3 separate regions of the Mus musculus genome follow, and regions 2 and 3 are each linked to region 1. Evidence: chromatin contacts called from public promoter capture Hi-C data. All regions are on one chromosome and are shown on one strand. Each heading gives the region's core, a stretch centred on a gene start, on an enhancer-like site or on the middle of the called end of the contact. The rest is flanking DNA. Distances are from core to core; before and after follow the strand shown.

The links. Promoter capture Hi-C pulls out the DNA fragments that hold promoters and counts their contacts.
Region 2: a promoter capture Hi-C map of liver shows a contact between it and region 1, with 4 times the contacts expected there. The contact joins the promoter of Fdx2 here to the promoter of Slc44a2 in region 1. A contact is called at or near these places in 7 of 39 promoter capture datasets (cranial neural crest, frontonasal cranial neural crest, hippocampal neurons and 3 more), 1 of 115 datasets of contacts at active chromatin or transcription factors (embryonic stem cells) and 2 of 9 other capture datasets (adipose tissue and pancreatic islet).
Region 3: a contact with region 1 is called in a promoter capture Hi-C map of stem cell-derived epiblast-like cells, with 5 times the contacts expected there. The contact joins the promoter of Tmed1 here to the promoter of Slc44a2 in region 1. A contact is called at or near these places in 17 of 39 promoter capture datasets (the 3T3-L1 cell line, the C10 cell line, cranial neural crest and 11 more), 5 of 484 Hi-C or Micro-C datasets (CD8 T cells, embryonic stem cells, liver and 1 more), 5 of 115 datasets of contacts at active chromatin or transcription factors (the 230-238 cell line, bone marrow-derived macrophages, embryonic stem cells and 1 more) and 4 of 9 other capture datasets (adipose tissue, liver, macrophages and 1 more).

The regions. Positions count from the first base shown.
Region 1 is chr9:21,318,975-21,323,235 of GRCm38.p6, reverse strand. Slc44a2 (solute carrier family 44, member 2) reads right to left here and starts at 2,517. Exons shown (of 23, transcript NM_001359227.1): 1 at 2,385-2,517. The coding sequence starts at 2,415. It overlaps Gm39302 (predicted gene, 39302), which reads left to right and starts at 2,122. Exons shown (of 2, transcript NR_166671.1): 1 at 2,122-2,646.
Region 2 is chr9:21,071,500-21,075,760 of GRCm38.p6, reverse strand. Fdx2 (ferredoxin 2) reads left to right here and starts at 2,230. Exons shown (of 5, transcript NM_001039824.3): 1 at 2,230-2,372; 2 at 2,443-2,497; 3 at 2,580-2,686. The coding sequence starts at 2,255. It overlaps Raver1 (ribonucleoprotein, PTB-binding 1), which reads left to right. Exons shown (of 13, transcript NM_027911.4): 12 at 93-176; 13 at 265-1,603. The coding sequence ends at 411. Gm38431 (predicted gene, 38431) reads left to right here. Exons shown (of 17, transcript NR_038081.2): 12 at 93-176; 13 at 265-470; 14 at 2,443-2,497; 15 at 2,580-2,686. Mir7082 (microRNA 7082) reads left to right here and starts at 173; the gene lies at 173-264.
Region 3 is chr9:21,508,262-21,512,522 of GRCm38.p6, reverse strand. It overlaps Tmed1 (transmembrane p24 trafficking protein 1), which reads left to right and starts at 2,289. Exons shown (of 4, transcript NM_010744.4): 1 at 2,289-2,529; 2 at 3,172-3,269; 3 at 3,409-3,592; 4 at 4,132-4,261. The coding sequence starts at 2,347.

The DNA.
Region 1 (4,261 bases), core at 1,268-3,767:
GAGGCCAGCCTGGTCTACAAAGTAAGTTCCAGGACAGCCAGGACTACACAGAGAAACCCTGTCTCGAAAAACCAAAAAAAAAAAAAAAAAAAAAAAAAAAAAAAAAGGCTGAGGTCCGAGGTACAAAGATAGGATGACTCAGGTCAAGGCTGTCTGAGCTACATCTACCTCAAGAATGTGTATGCTCGAGGCCTATGAGGCCTACGTTTAAACCTCAGTATCCATAAGGAAGAAAGGGAGGAAGGGAAGAAATGAGGGAGGGAGAAAGTAAGGATGGAAGGAAAAAAGGAAAAGAGAGAGAAAAAAAGAGAGAACAGAAAATTTCCATTTGCAGTCAAGCAGGGTGGTCCGCCTGGAGGAGGTGGTGTGGCTCTGGAAGCCAGGTAGATCCTCCTTCACAGGCTCCTGAGTCTCATAGAGAAAAATATTATGCTTTCCTTCTGCCTGGAACACACGTGTCTCAATCATCTCACCCGGCCGGCACACGCCAACCTTCATTTCTTAAAACCTTCATTTCTTAAAATAGACCCTAGTGGCTCTTTCACACATAGCATCTTGTCCGTTGCTCTACAACCTTAACAACCTACAATTACATGTTCTCACTGGTCCTTCTGGCGGTCTACGCCTTTCTCTCCTCGGTGGACTGCTGCGTTCCCAGTCAGACCTTTGCCTGAGAAAGGTTCGTTAAATTCCTGGGGGCCTGGGGCTGGGGGGTTGGGGGCTTAGCAGCAGAGTGGGATCTAGGCCAATCACTTGCTGAACACGACTGAGGCTTCCAGGCTTCCAGGCCCTACTACCCACTGAGCATGCGTGTTGCCTTGAGTTTCAGTCTCAGCGCTTGTAGAAGCCCTGGGTTCCAGCCCCACCCACACATAAACACCAGTGCTTTCTGAGCATGAGCGACCCCATCTAGATTCCAGTTCTTGCTAAACATGAGCCAGGGTTCTAGCTTCAAACCCACGGCTTACTGACCATGCGCCATGCATGAGTCTCCGATTTCCATCGCAACACAATGTACAGCCCCCCTCTGCCTCTCCCCGCAAAAAAAGTTCCACCCTTTGGACAAATTGAAGCCAGGTAAAATAATATCCACGCTCATTCTGCCCCACTTTTATTTCAAACAGACCTCGAGAAGACCAAAGATTCTCTCAGGTGTGATACCCAAGCATACTCAGGCTCCCAGACCAAGAATCCCACACCAGAGACAGCCAGAAGCACTCAATAGTTGCACAGCAACCCAAGAGCCTGGGGCTTCAGACCTTCTAGTGGTCTGGGGGCTGGCAACTTCAAGCTGGGAGAGCCCTGAAAGGCTAGGTCTTGCTACCTTCCTTTAGGCCAGGAAGGGTGTGTCACAGCCTCTGGGACCTGTCTATTCTTTTTTTTTCCTCCCCCTGGACCGCACAGACCCAGGAAAGAGGAGGAAGGCAGAGAGCCTACTTGCTTTTCTAGTTATTTTTGAACCATTTCCGGCCCCCTCCCCAAGACTCTAGAGTCTAGCAGTTTCCAGGAAGTTCCAGTCACACAAAGTGGTATATCAGGGGGAGGGATAGAGCCCCTCTGCCAGAGTCTCAGCTATGCCTCTTAAGGCTTGTGGCCGATTTAGGCCCAAGGAACCTAAAATAGATAAGAGGAAGGAGGCTCAGAGTTCAACACCCAGTCCGTGGGAACCCGGAGTCGGGTAGGGTGAGAAATCCGCATCTTGGCCCCACCCCCAGCTCCAAGTGGCTAAGGCCACCTCAGGCCTTACTGAGGTCCGGGTCTCCTGGAACCCTTAAAATTACAGGCACCTGCAACAATCAGCACAGGCAGGGAAAGTTTCTGCATTGCTCCCCGCCTGCCCGCCTCGTCTCTGACCTTCCCTGTCGCATTAGGCACCTAATTCCAGTTATACGGGACTCTTCAGCCTTGCCTCAGTTTCCCCATCTAGTACTAAGCTTGGAGTCGCTATTCTGGATGTAAATGGCGAAGATGTGGAGGACACTTGGGTCTTAAGGAGACGGGACATGTGGCGAGGTCGGGCCCCATTCTTGCCCACACCCCAAGCTAAGATCGCCTCGCATCCCCTCCCCCGCCCATCACCTAATTCTCCCAGATAACGGGACCTCCAGGCGAGGAGCATGCGCCATAAGTCCCGGCTCATCGCTCAGGAAGGGAGTAAGCTTGAAGATCCCCGAAAAGAGACACGGGGGACAACCTGGGCTAGGGCCAAGAGCTCCGGCTGAGCCAGCGCGGGATGCAGAGGCCTGAGGACGCGGACAGAAGGGCCTTCGTACTGCCTGCAGCCACGAGTGTTTTGTTTTAAGGCTCTCAGATGTTGCCCTTCCTCAAAACCCCCTCCTTCCCAAGTCAGCACAGGCGACCTACAGGCCGGAGGCTACTCCTACCATAGACTGCGTCCTTCCGATCGTCCTCCATGGCCTCAACCGAGGAGAGCTGAGTCCGAAGCCAGCGCGACCCCAACCCAAGCGGGCGGGAGACACCGCGCGCTGCTGGCCCCGCCCTGCCCCGCCTGACACCGCCCCCAGCGCGCACGCCCAAGACAGCCCCGCCCCTTAGGGGCGTGCCCAGGGAGGGGCGTTGGGGGGCAGCCACCTTCTGGTTTCCAGTCCGCTCTCTCTGTGGACAATTAGTGTGTTGCATCTGCTGGTCAGTCATTCTTTTTGTTGTTGTTGTTTTGGGTTTTGTGGGTTTGTTTTTGTTTTGTTTTTAGACAGGGTTTCTCTGTGCAGCCCTGGATGTACCGGAACTCTGTAACACGGCTGGCCTGGAACTCAAGAGATCTGTCTGCCTCAAATACTGGGATTAAAGGTGTGCTCAACCACCGCTCAGCAAGTCATTCTTTGTCCAGGTACTGAGCGCTGACTGAGCTAGGGATGCAGAAAAAGTTGTCATGTGCTCATTCATCCTATTGGTAAGATTTTGAGAGTTTGAACACAAGTCAGAAAGGAATAAAAGAGAAGGAGTGGCATGTCCCTGGGCCTCTGGGTAGGAGGTTTACGACTTTAATCTTCCAATCCCAGCACTGGGGAGGCAGAAGCTGCAGGATCTCCTTTATTATTATTATTATTATTATTATTATTATTATTATTATTTTGAGACTGAGCCTCCCTGGGGTCCTAGCTATCCTGAAAGTTGCTATGTAGACCAGACTAAGAGAGATACCCATGCCTCTATCTCTGAGTGTGGGGTTTAAAGGTGTATGCCACCATGTCCAACCTTAAAAGGTAGTTTTGAAAAACACCTATCATTCCAGCACTTGGGAGATGAAGAAGGAGGCACAGTAGTTCCAGGCTAGCCTTAGCTACACAGGAGTTTGAGGACAGCCTGGGGTACGTGAGACCCAGTCTCAATAAACAAAAATTTTCTTTGATCAGTGGAAGGTTTGAAATGTTGACAGACATGATCTAAAATAAGTTCTAGAATAACAATGATTAGGGCTGGAGCGATGTCTCAGAGGTTAAGAGCACTGCCTGCTCTCTTCCAGATCCTGTCTTTCAGAGGACCTGAGTTCAATTCCCAGCAGCCACATGGTGGTTCACAACAATATATAATGAGATCTGGTGCCCTCTTCTGGCATGCAGGCATATATGCAAGCAGAACACTATTATATACAATAAAGAAATAAATCTTGAGAAAATAAAGAATGGTTAACCTAAGCCAGGCGTGGTGGGGCACGCCTTTGATCCCAGCACTTGGGAGGCAAAGGCAGGCAGATTTCTGAGTTCGAGGCCAGCCTGGTCTACAAAATGAGTTCCAAGACAGCCAGGGCTATACAGAGAAACCCTGTCTCGATAAAAACAGAAAGAAAAAAAAAGAAAAGAAAAGAAAAGAAAAAAAGCAACCTTAGAAGTTGCTGGGCAATGGTGGCACACACCTTTAATTCCAGCACTCTGGAGGCAGAAGCAAGCAGGCAGATTTCTGAGTTTGAGTCCAGCCTGGTCTATAAAGTGAGTTCCAGGACTGCCAGGGCTATACAGAGAAACCCTGTCTCAAAAAAAACAAAAACAAAAACAAAAACAAAAACAAAAACAAAACCGGAAAAGAGCCGGATGGTGGTGGCACACTCAGGAGGTAAAGACAAGTGGATCCCTGAGTTGGAGCCCACCCTGGTCTCCAGAGTGAGGCCTAGGACATCCAGGACTACACAGAGAAACCCTGTCTTGAAACTCCCCTCCCGCCCCCCAAAATTAAAAGAGACAGTTAAAATGGAAAATGCTTAAAATAGAGGAAGGGAAGCGGGTGTGGCTTTGTGGTAGAGCAT
Region 2 (4,261 bases), core at 981-3,480, 250 kb after region 1:
ATGAGAGACAGCTGGATTACCACCAGGCCTCAGTTCTGAGTTGCAGGCTAGGTGGCCTCAGGGTGACCTGCCCCACCTCTTTGACTCCCCAGGCTGTTGGTTCCTCTCCAATGGGCTCCAGTGAAGGGCTCCTGGGCCTGGGCCCTGGGCCCAATGGTCACAGTCACCTGCTGAAGGTACGGGCAGGAGGAGGGGAGGCACAGGGCTGGGCAACCCTGGCTCTGGGAGGCCACTGACCTGGCCCCCCTTGCTGTCTGTCTCCAGACCCCACTGGGTGGCCAGAAACGCAGTTTTTCCCACCTGCTGCCCTCACCTGAGCCCAGCCCAGAGGGCAGCTACGTGGGCCAGCACTCCCAGGGCCTCGGCGGCCACTACGCGGACTCCTACCTGAAGCGGAAGAGGATTTTCTAAGGGGTCGACACCAGAGATGCTCCAAGGGCCTGCACCAAGTTGCTTTTGGGTTTTTTCTGGTATTTGTGTTTTCTGGGATTTTATTTTTATTATTTTTTTTAATGTCCTTTCTTTGGGTAATAGAGAAATCTCTGCAAAAGACTTTGCTGACCAACCAGCTGGAGCTCAAGGAATGTGGGGTATCTGGGGCCACACCATTACCTGTGGGCTTGCTCCTGGAGCCAAACCCTGCAGCCTTAAGAGAGAGGGGCCTGACCTGCTCTCTTTCCCTCCCTAGCTCCAGGCCTCCTCTCCTGCCTCGTCACTCCTGTGTTCTGGCCTCTTGAGTGCCTTTGGAGGTGTCTCTGACCTGTGAGGATCAGAGACAGTCCCCGTTTTTAAACTTCGACAATTGACTTTTATTTCCTTTTCTAATTTTTATTATTTTTTAAAACAACCAGGATGATTATCACATCTACTCCCCCATCCGTCCAGAAAAGCCCCAAATTGATTCCTTCAGGGTCTGGCCTGCCCAGGCTCTATTCCACATGTGCAGGTTCCAACAGCTTAACCCTATTCTCTTCCCAGTCATCTGCTGCAGGTATAGCTGTCTCATGCCCCTGCCTGCCTATTCTGGCCAGTACCCTAAGCCCCAAGATCTCCAGCCCCTGCCCCAGTATCCTTGCCTTCTGATGCCTTAAAGTTGGGCCACAGGTCCTGCTGGGTCAGAGCCTCACAGATGCGGAGCTCCAAAAGCTCCGCTCAGGACCAAAGAGCTCTGGCCTAGGGTTCATCCTTTCTCCAGGTGTCTGCCCTGTGGACAGAAGGCTAAAGCCTTGATCTTGGCAAACCACCCCTTTTGCCCAAAGCCTGGATGCAGAGACCAGTATTTTCTGCTGGCTTCAACAGTCTCCCCTGCTGTCTGTGAAAGGTGACCATTGTACCCAGGCCACTGGGCCTCTACCATGTTCTTTCAAACCCAGGTCATTACCATCCCCAGGCTGGATCACTGGAGCAGGCCTCCTCTCTGTCCATGTGAGGGGGACCTAGGGGCTCTGCCCTTAGCCAGCTGAGCCACCACCAGCCTCCCTCCCCAAACATGATAACCCAAACCCACTCCAGTGGGTGTATCTCACCCCCTCACCCCACCCCCACCCCCTGCATAGACCTTTGCTGAATTAAAGTTTGTAAGTAAACGGTTTTAAAAAAAAAATCAGAGCTGGCTGGTTCTTGATATAAACCATGGGCCAGCAAACTAGCTCAGAATTCTGGTAACACAGACAGCCTGAGTTTTATCCCTCTGCCCCAAATGGTGGAAGGAGAGAACTGACTCCCGCAGATTGACCACTGACCTACACACATGTCACGGATGGGCTCATACACACAATCCCTAAAAATTTAAGTTGGGCTTGGAGGCCAGCCTGGTCTATATGAATTGCTTAGAGACTTAAGAATTTCTCAGTCTATAGAGATTCTGTCTCAAACAAAATTTAAATACTGGTTGCACATAACCGGTAATTCCAGCAAAGGAATTCGGAGATCAAGGCCAGACTAGGGGATCCTGTCTAAAAATTAGAGAACTCAGAGGTTGGTCCCAATTGCCGAACGTAGTTTTAGTTCCCAGCCCCACACTACCCATCAACTCTTCTGGGCTCCATAGGCACCCACTTGGTGCACATACGTACATATAAGCAGAACACATACAGTACGACCTAAGGGAAGAAATATCCAACCACAGGGCGAGGCCGGAAGTCCAGCTAGATCCCAGTGCATCACCTTTGACCTCACACGGCGCCCAAACGCTGCGTTTACTGTCGCTGAGGACGCGCAGAGCATGCTAGGTCTTCCGGTCACGTGGCCTATCATGGCCGCCTCCATGGCCCGGGGCGTGAGCGCCCGGGTCCTGTTACGGGCGGCCGGGGGATCTTGGGGACCCAGGGCCGGGCACGCGGCGGTAACATCTAGGACGTTCGGGACTACAGGTACATAGGGCTGGGCCGAGCCGCGGCGTGCAGCGAGGCCGCAGCCGCTCACCCACTCGTGTGTTTCCAGGCGAGCGGCGTGCTGGCGAGGAGGCGGCGGACAGCCCGGAGCTGCCCCGGGACGTGTGAGTGCCCCTCGTGCCACGCCCTGCCCCTCCCTGCCACTCCCTGCCTCCGGCTCAGCACCTGCACCCTGTTTGTCCCCAGGGTCAACGTGGTGTTCGTGGACCGCTCTGGCAAGCGGATCCCGGTGAGGGGCAAAGTCGGGGACAATGTTCTATACCTGGCCCAGCGCCACGGGGTGGACCTGGAAGGTAGGTCATATGAAACTAGGGAGATCCTTGGCATTCTTATACCTTTTTGTAATTTTGAGAGGTTTCCTATAGCTCAGGCTCGCCTCGAACTTACTATGTATCAGAGGATGACTTTGAACTGCTGACCCTCCTGGGACCTGGTGTGCACTACCACAATCCAATACTTTTGTTTAGGTGGTGTATGGGTGGGTCCGATCTCACTCTGTGAATCAGGCTGTCCAGGAACTTAAGTATGTAATCCCGGCTAGCCTCCAACTCATTGCAGTGAACCTACTGCCTCCACTTCCTGAGTCCTGAGACTACAGGCATGTGCTGCCTACCATATCACCAAATAGGTGGGATGGGAAGAACTGAGATGGAGTCCATGTTATTCAGGCTGTTCTGAAATCAGCTATATAACCAGGCTAGGCTCAAACTCACAATAGTGATGCCCCTGCCTCCACCTCTTTAGTGCCAAAATGGTTAAGACAGAGTCTCTGACTTACCCTTAAACCTGCTGGCTGATCATACTGCCTTAGCTTTCTCAGTTCTGAGAATACAGGTTGTCTCTACTGTTTTACCACCTTTGCGCTAACGCCAGTAAGATGGCAATAATGAAACTGGAAAGGTCGCCAGTGCTGAAGACTGCAGACGGCTTGTGAGAAGACCTGTGTTCTCTTCCTACCACCAGCTCTGTGCCAGGCAATTCACAGCCTTCTGTACCAGTAGTGCCGGGCACACTACCTCACCTCCATGGCACCTACTCACATGCACAACCCACACAGAGACACATGGAAACACTTAAAAATCTTTCTTTAAATTAACACTAAAATAAAACTAGGTTTTGGAGCAGCCCTTACTGAGCTGCTAGAATCTGTGCTCTCTTGGAAATTGTGGATTCTCCATGTTGACCCCCCATTCTCTAGTGCTGCCGCTGACTACCTTTTGGGGAGAGGTGGAACTGAAGCGGGATCACAGATGCACAGTGCTGTCCCTCACCACTCTCTTGCTGTTTTTCAGGCATCACAGCTCAGTCCTGTCCTAGCACCTCTGTGCTTATAATGTGAGAGGTGATTTCCCAGCAGATGACTTGGCTCCTCATTCTTCAGACTTGACAGCCTGGCATCCTTTCACCCAGCTTAAGCCTCCCGTGCCCATGTCTGTCTGTATTTAGTGGCCTCATAGAGCCTGGCTTTCATTTGCTTTCTGACATTTCTCCCACAGCCTCTTTCACACCTTGGCCTCCCAAGGCCCTCCATGTAAGCAGGTCTGAGATCAGTGTATGTTGAGTGCTAATTCCTTGGGACAGCTTTAGGAGTAAAGGGGGCAGTAGTTCCACCTTGCAGAGCAGGGAGCTGTACACCATATTATGGTAGGCAGGGTCCAGAAGCAAGAGTCACATGGCAAAACATGATTCAGACATGGGGCATTTCGTCCTCTCATGCCTCCCTTGAGTATCACCCTTGAGTGTTTTCTGTATTGTATTTATTTAGCGTGTATGTGTGTGTGTGTGTGTGTGTGTGTGTGTGTGTGTGTGTGTGTGTGCATGCATGCACGTGTGCGTGTACATGTGTGTGTGCACGTGCATGTGTGTGT
Region 3 (4,261 bases), core at 1,040-3,539, 190 kb before region 1:
AGTTCTAGGGTTAAACATTGTAGCAAGCTTCAAAGCTAACACACACACCATTCTAATGTTTATGGGTCTGGGTTACTTCACCTTAGCCTCCGCTCAGCTATCTGTGAATTTCATTTCTTTTTAGACAACTGAGGAATATTTGGTTGGGTAAATGTACCACATTTTCATTAGCAAGTCAGCTGCTGATGGACGTGTAGGCTGTTTCTGTTTCTAGCATAGAAATTGTAGAGCAGCAGTGAACAAGGAGCAAGGGGTTTTCCCTCCTGGCTTTTGAGACAGGGTTTGTCTGTGTAGCCCTGGCTGCCCTGGAACTCAGTTTGTAGACCAGGAGGATGTCAAATGCGCTCGGAGCCTCCTTCCTGACTCTGGGCTGCTGAGCTCTCCATCATACCCAGCTGCCTGTTCATTTTGTGCCCTGCTACTTTGCTGCAAGTGTTTCTCACCTCAAGTTTCCTGGTGGGGTTTTTAAAGAGTCTTTTATGCATAAAGTCACAGTATCTGCAAATAGAAACTTTGTCTTTTTCCTTTCCTATTTGTGTCCATTTGGTATCTTTCTGGTATCTTTTTTTTTTTTTTTTAAGATTTATTTATTGTTATATGTATCTACACTATAGCTGTCTTCAGACACACCAGAAGAGGGAGTCAGATCTCATTACAGATGGTTGTGAGCCACCATGTGGTTGCTGGGATTTGAACTCAGGGCCTTCGGAAGAGCAGTCAGTGCTCTTAACCACTGAGCCATCTCACCAGCCCTCTGGTATCTTTTTACTCTAGCTAAGACATCAAGGACTACTGAGAGGTGGTGGCACATGCTTTTAATTCCAGTACTTGGGAGAGAGAGGCAGGCAGATTTCCATGAGTTCAAGGCCAGCCTGGTCTAGAGTTCCAGGATAGCCAGGGCTACAAAGAGAAACTGTTTAAAAAAAAAAAATAAAAGGACTTCAAGTACTTCAAGTACTATATTAAGCAGATATGGGGAGTGGACACCTTGTTTTATTCCTGATTGTGGAAATGTTCTGAGTTCTGTTTAGGCTGATGTTGGTTGCTGTAAATTACCTTTATTCTTTTGAGGTTTCTCTTTCTTTTTTTTTTTTTTTCCCCGAGACAGGGTTTCTCTGTGTATCCCTGGCTGTCCTATGTCCTGGCACTCACTCTGTAGACCAGGCTGGCCTCGAACTCAGAAATCCACCCGTCTCTGCCTCCTGCGTGCTGGGATTAAAGGCGTGCGCCACCACGCCCGGCTCAAGCTACTTTTCTTATATAGCTCATCCCCACCTGTCTAGGAAAGGTACCATCTACAGTGGGCTGGGTCTTCCAGCAACGTTGAAAATGCCCAACAGGCAATTCCTCAAGTGACACTCAACTTGCCAGATTATTTTGTCAAGTGAACAAGAGCTAAGCACACAGTGTTGTGTGTGTGTGTGTGTGTGTGTAGGTCAGAGGACAATTGCAGGAGTCAATTCTGACCTTCCACTATCGTAGCACATGGGGATTAAACTAAGGTCATTAGGTTTAGCAGCAAGCGCCTGTGTTCTCTGAGCCATTCAAAGCCCAAAATAGATTCCTTGATTTTTTTGCTGGTCTGGAACTATGTAGTTCCATACCAGTTCGAGAGGATGGCCTCGAACTCCTTCCACCTCCCGACTCAGCCTTTCAAGTACTGGAATACTGCATGTGTCAGCACAGATGCACGTGGACCTGCTGACCCAAAGGTTTGAGATGTATTGTACGCAGGCTGAGGCAGTATTCTACTCACCAACAAACATTCCACCACCCCCTTAGGGATGGTATAAGGTGTAAAGGAAAAGCAGTCGGGGGAGGCCATGCTCACTGAACTAACATCGCCAGAACTCCAATATTGGAATACTAGCACCTGGCATATCTGCCTGTCGCACCCGTCACACAAGTTGAGATCAGAATCCAACAAAGCCGCCGTCCTCGGAGGGCTACGCCTACACTTGATTGACCAATGGGCAAAAGCACCTTGAATTGGGGAAGGCAGAGAGCGGGCGGTGCCAAGGGAGGACCTGCAAACCTCCCCGTTTAGTCATCTTAATTGTTGCCTGTAAAGAAGTGCTTCACCATTTTTAGATTTGTCAGTGCCCCCACCAAATGCAGTGGTTGATATCAGACTTGGGTAGGTTTCACGAAGTTCGCAGTAGCGTTAGTATGCTTTCTAGCAGATTAGGCAATTACCAGGGCAGCTCCCCATCCTGGGGCCCTTCAGTCAGCATTCCGCGGCTTTGGGGTCGAACAGAAGCCGAAGCCAATGAGCTTTGCCGAAATAAGAGGTGGGCAGGACAAATCCTTAAAGGGTCCACGCCCCGTGAGTAGAGGGTGACCCGGATGATGGCGGCCGGCGCGGCCGTAGCACTGGCCCTGTGGCTACTCCTGCCAGCAGTAGGAGTGGGAGAGGCAGGGCCGCCGCCTATCCAGGACGGCGAGTTCACATTTCTGCTTCCCGCCGGGAGAAAGCAGTGTTTCTATCAGTCCGCACCGGCCAATGCTAGTCTTGAGACCGAGTACCAGGTGAGAGAGGGGGTCCCGGGCTCGGAATAGAGCAGGGCTGGGGGCGTGGCCAACAGGCGGGAGGGGCGGGGCAGAGGTGTGGCCAGAACGCTAATAGTCTTGCAGAGAAGGGGCATGCTCTGCTCAGAGCTCTTTGGGTTGGGTTCTAGGGAAGTTCCTGGCGGCTGTTGGGTAGGTTACGATTAAGTTAGCGGTCAGGTAGACAGCCACCTTAGACTACTCAAGGGCGTTGGCAGGGTGGTTGATAAAAGACCTCACGTGGATGTATCCATCTTAGGGACTGGGAAGAAACCTTGTAGGTGTGGATGGATGTTGGTCTTCAGATAGGCCCTTGGGGGAATCCAAATAGCTTGCTGGGTTAAAACAAAACAAAACAAAACAAAAACCGCTTGCTGCTAAACTACGACGACCCGAGTTTCCTAACTCTATGGTAGAAGTGCAGCTCTGACTAATCTCCCTCCACAGGCGCTACTCCTCTATCTCAAGCAAATACCTGGGATTTGTGGTTGTTCTTTTTTCTTCTTAAAGATAGGTTCTTGGTGATCTTACATGGGTCTTTCCCGGTTCGGTTTAACCCAGGCTTTCTGTGGCAGATAGGCTTGCACAAAGCTGCCAGTTCCCCAATTCTTACCTGCTCTTCAGGTGATCGGAGGTGCTGGGCTGGACGTGGACTTCACCTTGGAGAGCCCTCAGGGTGTGCTGTTGGTCAGTGAGTCTCGAAAGGCTGATGGGGTACACACGTGAGTGAAGTCCTGCCCTGCCTTGGTTCAGTTACAGCCCTGCAGCTCCCCAGTGGCCTCAGGTTACCATCCTACTGGTTCCACAGACCAGCTGGCTGGTCACTCCAGGGTCACGTCTATGTCTCATCTGTCTGCCCAGGGTGGAGCCTACTGAGGCCGGAGACTACAGGCTGTGCTTTGACAACTCCTTCAGCACCATCTCAGAAAAGCTTGTGTTCTTTGAGCTCATCTTTGACAGCTTCCAAGATGAGGAGGAGGTAGAAGGTTGGGCGGAGGCTGTGGAGCCAGAAGAGATGCTTGATGTCAAAATGGAAGACATCAAGGTGAGCTGGGTATGATGGTGCATGCTTAGAATCCCAGTTCTGAGGAGGCTGAGGCAGGATGCCAGTGAGTTCAAGACCAACCTTATTTACATAGCAAGCTCCCGTCTCACAAAACCAACAGAAAGGGCCGGGAATAATTGAGTTGGCAGAGCACTTACCTAGGACGCTCCCACAGCTGAGCCCCCACACCCAGCACTGCACACACTGGGTATGGTTCTCTTGGTCCTGAGGATCACAAGTTCAAGGTCATCCTTGGCTTGCACAGACTAGCAGAGTTTGGTGAAGTGGCTTGATAGGCAAAGGCAACTGCACCAAGCCTGGCTACCTGGGGTCGTCTGCCATGCACGTGTGCCCCAATCCCTCTTAAAAAGAAAAGTCTCACACCCACCCAAAAAACAAAAAAAAAAACACCAAGGGGAAAACCCCTCAGTTTCTAGAGAAGACGTGAGGCAGGTGAACGGATAGCCAGAGCCGTGCGTGGTGGGGTAGGTAGGCATTCTGACTTAAGCAGCCTGACCCGTTCCTTTGTGCCCTGGCAGGAATCCATAGAGACCATGAGGACCCGGCTGGAACGGAGCATCCAGATGCTCACTCTGCTCCGAGCCTTTGAGGCTCGTGATCGAAATCTTCAAGAAGACAACCTGGAGCGGGTCAACTTCTGGTCAGCTG